2 separate regions of the Columba livia genome follow, and region 1 is linked to region 2. Evidence: chromatin contacts called from public Hi-C data. All regions are on one chromosome and are shown on one strand. The core of a region is the stretch at or near the end of the contact, and the rest is flanking DNA. Distances in the headings are between cores, read along the strand shown.

The links. Hi-C and Micro-C count contacts between places; a contact is called where the count stands out from the background.
Region 1: a Hi-C map of liver shows a contact between it and region 2, with 2.0 times the contacts expected there. The contact joins two enhancer-like sites. A contact is called at or near these places in 2 of 2 Hi-C or Micro-C datasets (crop and liver).

Annotation. Positions count from the first base shown.
Region 1 is chr3:15,493,654-15,498,032 of bColLiv1.pat.W.v2, forward strand. The region is part of intron 1 of LPIN1 (lipin 1); the gene reads right to left. Among named protein-coding and RNA genes, the nearest start is that of LPIN1, 15 kb to the right of the region's middle. Within about 2 kb of position 1,773, at least 1 of the 3 cell types and tissues checked has an H3K27ac peak away from gene starts, as active enhancers do.
Region 2 is chr3:15,453,148-15,457,291 of bColLiv1.pat.W.v2, forward strand. It overlaps LPIN1 (lipin 1), which reads right to left. Exons shown (of 23, transcript XM_065055905.1): 9 at 3,555-3,864; 10 at 1,958-2,051; 11 at 456-643. Among named protein-coding and RNA genes, the nearest start is that of LPIN1, 56 kb to the right of the region's middle. Within about 2 kb of position 1,939, at least 1 of the 3 cell types and tissues checked has an H3K27ac peak away from gene starts, as active enhancers do.

The DNA.
Region 1 (4,379 bases), core at 523-3,022, 40 kb after region 2:
GCTTTGCAGCATGAAAAGCATAGTCAAGCTTTCTCATATGAAGTGGATGAGGCCCAAAAAGAAAACAGTTTTGCTTCGTCACCTCACTCAAACTTGGCCTGCATCATTGCTTTCAAGTCAGAGGCGCCATAATGCTCTAGCATTTTGGTAGCTCTGGAGTCCAAAGGCATCTCATGGAGAGGGAGGCACAGGTGTGGGGTGGGAAAATCCCAAGCAGCTCAGAGCCTCCTTGCCCAGCCCTCACAGGCTGCATTGCTCTGGGGTCAGCCTGGGATCCAGGGCAGCTCCTGCAGCATGTGCACAATGTTCTCCCTTGCCCTGTCACTGCTGAAGGTACAGATAGCTGCATTTTGCACTACCTAAAGTTTGTAAATTATTTTAAAAATCTAGACTTATGCTGAATGCTTTTTAACAATCCAGCATCCATGGCATTCCTGCTCTGGAGCTCCAATCTTCTTGCTAAGCATCAGTGGGAGAAGAGGAACTGTTGGACAGCAGCAGTCTGCAGCAGAGCCCAGGCGTGTTGCTTTGCTGACCACATTTGAAAGTGAATTTGAGCAAAGGCAGAAGGAGCATTACATGGCAGTTAAATTATTTTGCCAGATGCCTTGTTGAGTATGTCTCAGCACTGGGTTAACACATGAGACTCTAGCATAGGTCTTTGAAATACATGCATACAGCTGCCTTAGGCCAGGTCTGAATTCTTTCTGCCGAGCTCCTCCCATTTCTAAACGCCGTGTTAGTCATAGTGAAAATTATCAGCTGTTTATCTAAAATCTTCTGACACATCAACTGACGGTTGATAAAGGCCATTTCCTCATCTCCACCAAACCATTCAGCTGGAGGAGCGTGTTTGACCACCACCTCCATTGGCTGGAGTGGTGGCCCCACCACCACGCCTGCTGCTGGCGTTTGGCAGATATTTTAATGACTGCAGTTAACACCGCACCTGGGAGTGTTCCTCTTAGGAACTACCCCAGGCTACCAAAAGATGTTTCATGAGGTGATGTCTCCACATCACCCGATGATCACACTCTCCTTCATGACTTCAGCCTTTCCAGACCCAGGGGCCTCCCAGCCCTCTCCTTTATGGGGCAGCCTGGCCATCAGGCCTGGAAATGGGTGCTGTTGGCTCTCCGCTGGACCACCAAGGAAGGCCATACATGTCTTTCACCAGAGGAGGGTTAATATGACCACCTCCTCCTCACAGTTCAGGGCAGAAAGTGGAGCTGCACAACTGTGGTATCTGCACCATACATGCCCCTGCATGTTGGGCTTAGTCTTGTGACAAGCTTTGGGTTGTTTGGACCCTCATTGTTAAGCAAGAGGCACAGAAGTTGAGAGTAGATTTGTCAGAATCTGGGGTTTGCACCCATGAAGAATCTGGAAGCTTTGGGTTTTGCATGATAAATAGAGAACAGACCAAGCTGATGCCTGTCCCATTGGTTTTCATGCTGAGACACCACATCCATGCTTAGTCATGCTCACAGAGGACCCTCAGGAAGGAAAAAATACAGGAGCTATTAAGGAGCTCTTGGCTTAGTTCAGACACATTCTGGTCAAACAGGTAGGGCAGCAGAGCTAAACCCTGAGCGGTCCTGTTTACAAGCTTGAGAAATGGGGTTTGTGACACATGCTGGATCTCCAGGCTCTGCAGCAGGAGAAGTGTGCAGGAATATAAACTGCTACAGCTGCTGTGCTGCTGCCTGCTCTCTAAATAACACCGGGCACAGGCAGTGTGTGTTTTCACTGGCTAGGAAAATTTGCCATAGGTCACAAACAAATACTTTATAGACGCTTATGGCGAACTTTGGAAAGGAGCATTTCTCTGATTCCATTTATTTTCTGTGTAAATCTAGGCAGGAGTTTCAGGAGTGGGGATGGGGTTAGGGAGATGACAGGCACAAAAGTGGGTGCTGCACGCTGAAAAGCTGCACGAGTGTTTTGTGTTGTGAATTGAAGCCTTTGTTCATTTGCCCAAGGCAGCTGCCTCTGTAGCGAGGCATAAATGTCGCAGCAGCAAGTGGGAGGTAATGGTCACATCTGTGGCTGACCTTTAAAAATCAGCTGGGCCTTTCATTCTCTGTTTACTCGCTTTGTTTGCTTGTAGGATTTTACTCAGAGGTCTTCCCTGTGGGTATCATAGCTATTTTTTACTGCAGATGTTGCTTCCCATCCCCCTGCCCATTGATTTGTGGTAAGCCTACCATCAGAATGCAATTTATTTGGAGCAGATTAAATTTTGCCACATATGGAAGCTGCTTTGAGTCAGTACTGATATCTAAGTACTTGTATATAAATTACCATCCAGAGTACCGGCAGAGTAATGTGTACATCAGATTTCAATATATGGCTTCATGACAGGTTTGAAAGAGTGATAACAAGCCTGCATTAAAGCGCCAGTGTATTAAAATACGTGTGTGGCTTTTCCATTTTTCTCTGTCCATCTGGGAAGAAAGAATATAGACAGGTTTGCTATGATTCTTTCAAACCCTTCATGAAGTCAACTTGTAAAGGCTCACATGCACATAATTAACTGCAGAAAAAAATGTATCGTCTTCTATGTAGTCTTCATAGTTTTTTTAAAGGGATTTGCTAGCAACAGCCTTTTAGGGAGCAAGTGTAGGTCATTTTGGGAAACATGGGTATGTTTGTAATATGGAGAGGACAGACCTTGTGTCACAAGATCAGATTTCTGAAGTGAAAACAACAGGAGAGGAAAAACAATCCTACATCAGAGGGGTGCGTCAGGAAGTTTGGAAACTTCCATTGTGGCTGGCACTATCACAGGTTTTCTGTGCTCTGCTGCACAGCCCAGCTTCTGGGTTTTTTAAAAATATAAAATACACAAAATAGTATCAAACTCAGACTACTGTTATGAACTGAATTTCTTGGCGTTCACAACAGTTCTGAGTTCCTTGGGTCAGTACATAGTGTTCACATATAGTAAAGACTACATATACATAAAAGTAAACATGAGTTCATAAATAGACTTTGGAGGCAGTTCCCTGCTGGATTTTATCCAGGAAATCAGAAAATAAGGAGGAGGGCAAAGCAAAGTGTGCCTTTCATTGCACGTGATTTGTTTTTCTCACTAACGCTACATGCTGTACAGGACTATTTCTAGGAAGAAGGAGGTGGCCATAAAAACCAATCAAAATATGCTACAATTTTTCTGACTAGTAGATAAACAGCACATGCAGAAAAAGAGGACGTTTTTAACTCAAATCCTTGGTGAGAAGGATCACAGAATGCAATGGGGAGGGAGTATATTATTCCTGCAGAGCAAGTTTAGTATTTGCTAATATTAAAAAAAAAAAAAAAAAAAAAAGCTTTAAAAGTCTTTAGAAGTATTTTAGAACATGTTAATAATCCCTTGGGCTTAACTGGACTTTAATTAATACTAAAATAATTGGACTGGCTTTGAAACTGTTCCACCATCTAACAATATCACACTTTAGAGGTTCCCTGCCTCTCCTACTTCCCTCAATATTTTGCCTCAACTAAGCTCAGTGGCCTGGCATCTATTGCTCTCTTTTGCTAAATGTCATGTATCAATAGTTCTTCTGCATGATGCTGAGTGAAGCCTTACAGACATCTCGGCTGTGGAGCAACAGGACCTAACATCAACTACAGGTGTCTTATTTTATGCTCCTGAAGATGCCACTCCTGCTAGACTGGGGGTGAAGCAGCACTAGGTTGATACAGCAACAACCAGCTGCCTGTGGCAATGCCTTGGGGCTCTCTGTTTTCTGAATTTGTAGCTTAAGAACATTATGGAGAGTCGGGTCCCAAGATCTGTGCCACAAACCTCTCCCAGAGTCCAGTGACTTGACCAAGAACATCAGAAATCCACCTCTGTCGGTGGAGGATCCTGACTGGTATTTTTGTTACCTACACAGGGCTGGTTTTCCCCAGAAAATTTTTAAATTAAATTCATATATTAGTAAGTCACCAAAAAGTGAACTAGTGACAACAAGAGATGATATATTCACTGTATCAGGCTCCAGTATATTTACTCATTTTCTTTCCATTATGCAGTGCCCATAATGTAATTATTCCTATGTGAAGGGAGCCCTGCAGAGAGCAAGCACAAAGGTCCAGCTGTTCTTGTTTTGCTTGAGGTGGCAACACAGGACTCTACCTTTTCAGAGCCTTTCTCACCCATATCACAGTCTTCATTATGTGTCATCACTTGAGTAGAAAGATTTCCTGCCTCTGGGTTGGTTTGTACTAGTTTTAGTGAGATAACATTAGATTTGGAGTCCACATGGTATAGAGTGCAAAGATGTTTAACATAAGAACCCTCCTATATTCAGCCCAGATGCACCTATCTGGATTTAAGGAGAGAAAATAGTCCCCCTGACTCCAAGGTCACC
Region 2 (4,144 bases), core at 689-3,188:
CATGCAGCTGGAAATTTAAAGCACAGAGCATTCTAAATAACTTATCTGAGAGTCACACAAGAACCCGGATGTAGAGCAGGAACTCAGGTTACAGTTTCCAACCCCTCCTCCCATTGTCTCCATTTACAAACTACCTTTTTCATGTCTGACACCAGCAGCTGGGAATTTCCTAGCTATACACTGTACCAAGTGTGATACAAAATTTAGTACTGTCAGGAAATAAAAATACCAATAATATACTTTGAAAAAATTTAGTATATATTGGATTACTGAGACGTGTTAAAAATCACAAGACCTACGTAAGCCCACTAATTCTAGGAAACTTATTTCAGGTACAGTATTTATCTTCTCAACACATTCTTGAGCACAGCCACAGGAGGGCACTGCTTCCTCGGTCTAGGATGCTAAAACTTGGCTGACAGCGCAAGCCTGGAGTTCGGAAGGGATTCCTGTACCTTTGGTTATCTCTTTGTTGTCAGTAAGGCCTCCACAGAGAGAAATGGCAATGGAGGGCAAATCTCGAATTCCATCCGAGGTGCTTTCAACTCCACTGTCAACACCTGAGCTCCCGACAGACTGCGGAGATTGACTGGCGGACCGCGGCCCCATGTCGTTCGTGTTCTTGCTTTGGGCAGTATCCCCACTGAAAAGAAAAATACGGAATTCAGTCCTCATGTATTCATTCCCAATTTCTCTCCCTTCAATAAACACCATTTCCTTCTGGCACACACTTAAGAAAAAAAAAATTGCTTGGTTTTGCCATAAAATTTAAACAAAGAAGCAGAGACCTCATGTACCCTCAAACACCAGATTGCTTCTGCTTATTTGCCTAAACTAGGCATGTATAATGATACCCACACTTACTTACAAGAGACAGGGCAAATAAGACAATAAACTATACAACCTTAGTAGACAAAATAATGCTACTATAAGCAGAGTTTATACTAGTAGAACTATTCCCATGCTGGAACAAGAATAAACGCATTAGTTTATTATTTTATATTAATTATATAAACTGATAGCTAAAGCCAAAACAAAGGATGTGTATGTGTATTTATTTGTCATGTACATATAAATAAAATACTGAATATATAAACCATTAGGATTAAAATTTTAAGAAACAAAAATTAATTATACCCACTTAAAAATCCGTGTAGAAATGAAATAATTATTACAGAGTGTGGGCCCAAACTCTGCTTTCCATTCTAGATTTATATGAATGCATTTGAAAAAGGAATTATCAATCCAACTTTTTTCTCAATATTACTGATCCTTCTCTGTTTTACTGAAATGCTAATATTACAACAACTAAATTTAAGCAAGCAAGAAAGAAAAATAAAATATGCAAGCTACTTTAGTTGTTGCTCAATGACTTCAGTCAAGTGACTAGAGTCTGATGTGGAAAGCGGATAAAAGGCTCTAATGTAGATCAGAACAAGCTGGAAATTATATGTTCAGGGTAAAATATTTTCATAAATAAATCTGTCGTGTGTCATCCAAAAATTATTATAACATTCATATTTATAGGTCATCACCCACAGTAGAACAACATTATAGCAATTATTTTGTGCTAATGCTGTTAACAGTAAGACATGTTCTTCACGGTAACAGGCAAGGACATACGGATAAATATATCCCAAGGCCAACTGCTCTCCCAGGGCATGTGAGTAATACTCACAAACATCAGTGTACATTACATAACAATCCACAATCAATATACAATGCTTAATTGACCCAAATAGAACAATCAGCTTCAAGTACATTCCTCAGGCCCAAATGCAGAGCCTTCTAAAAGCTCTAATATTTCCCTCCACAGAGTTTTATTTTCATTCTGCCTTCATCTCTGCTTGTACTCTGAAAAAGTAGTCTTATTTGGTTGGCAATTAAGAGTCTGATCTAAATCTGGAAGGTGACAAGAGCTCTTTAAATAGGAAAAATATAAGAAAAGGATTTATACTTCTTGGGGAAATAAAGTGCAGCAACTTCTGGTTCCATGTCAGGGAGGTCATCTAAATAGACACCATCAGCACCAAGATGACGGCTTCGTTTGTCTGTAAGAGATAGCACAAATAAGCCTATTAATGAACTTTTCCTGAGTAACATGCCAGAACTATTATTCCTGTTTAACTATTTATTTCAAGATTGAGAAACCAGACAAATTGTAACAGTGTGTGAACTTTTCTTTAAAATGGTACTGCCAAAAATTTCAAAACAAGTTGCTCATATACATTGTTCAGACTTTGAATACACAACATGGGACAATAGGGAGCTAGTTCTGAAATCTGTTGAAGCCTCCTTATCTCAGACAAAACCACTGGGAATTAGAAGTCCGTGGTCACTGTAGGAAAACAGCAAAAGGAAAACTTTATGTGTCATTGTGTAGGCCTGTTATCACAGTAAGGTAATCAGGGCATTTAATCTCCAAGAACTAATCTTCAATGCCCTCTTGCAAAAGGGTAATACAACAGACTATACTATAGTTACTAGCAGACTGTAACCAGCTTGTTACGGAGACAACTAACTTTAGCACATACATCCTGACGTGTTGCGTGTGCACATGCATCATTGCAGGGGACAAAAAACCCTCCTGGGTTGTACCAACACACAGAGCCATCGCTGCCCTGCCATTGCTGGTTCATCTAGACAAGTAACCACTGTAAGGCCAAGACCTAATCAGAATTCATTCTAAAACCCACAACTTCTCACTGACCTGATTTCCAACATCAAACATCAGAAAAGCAATCAGAAAAAAAGTTATGCAAAGAATGAATAGTAAGCAGAGTAACACTGTCATTTTTGTCTTCAAAGACAGTGGAAGGCATGGGGAAGTGGCTACAAAACTTGTGCCTTTATTGACTAAAAAGCAGCCACACAAACTGGGCTTATTTAAGGCTTATGTAATTATAGAAAAAATCAGAGCTCTAAAACATAACATTTGTAAGCAAATAAATTTCATGTGAATATTGTGACACTTATTATAAAGCACTATGGGTACAGAGCCCAGAAATTAAGAAGTAGAAAAGCAGATGGAATTATATTTCACAATTTCAAGATAGCATGTGTACCACAGGGAACTGAAATTGCTCATGTGAAACAAAACACCTTATTTTACGGTAAATCTGTTGTTTGTGCAAAAGACATACTACTACTTTCTATTATCACAGAGAGGTTCCACAATTACCAGCGACACATAACACCTCCAAAAGTAGTCAGAGCACATAAAGCAGCAGACCTACAGTGTGCTTGTACCAAAAAGTGAAATCTCTGAATCTGTCAAATATGGATGAATTTGGAGTAAGTTTTGCAGTCTTGCTCATATACAGAGAGCTGACAAAAACCTTAGACCAAGAAGAATCTTATATCTTACTACATGGCTCCTGTGAACAGCCTGCTGCACAGCTCAGGTTTTGAAGTTTCTTTCCAAAGCTTCTTTCTTTTCAGATCTGAAAGTGCCTTCAGGGCACAGATTAATTTATATGACAATGAGATGCTTTATCACCATGAAATTTAAAGACAAAATCATACATATGAAAGTGCAGAATCAACAGCTTTACCTTTCTTTCTGGAAGGGGAATCTGTCTTGCCAGCTGATTGGGCCGAGCAAGCTGTAGCTTGTTTTATTTCTTCACTGGCAGGCAGTGATGGTACAGCTGCTCCTGGAGACTCTATCTCTGGCTTATTTGTCTCAGCTGGTAAGGGCTCACTGTCATCCCCAGTTGTTGCACCTGCTTCTCCAATGGCAGGTAGAGGAGACACAGTGTTAAACTCCTCTACAGGAGAACTTTGGATGACCCGAAAGTGAGTGCTTTCTGAAGGATTTACATCCACCACACTGGGTTCCTTTGCTTTGAGCACAGAACTGGCCTGTGAGGGAAAAAAAAAACAAACAGATTGCTATTAAGGAAAGCTCTTATACTCCAGCGAGATCAGATTCTCAAGGTACACAGCTACAGTAGAAAGCCACAACTAACTCAGGTAGAGACTACAGCATACAAAAGACCTCTCTGCTGTGCACTCGCTCACACAAAACTCATCTGCATCTTGGGGTCAGGAAAGCTTTGTTCTGCAAAGTGCTCTACAGCCCTCATTTCCCACTCAGCTACCTGGGAGCATGTCACAACTCCAACCCTGCCCTCTTCCTGGC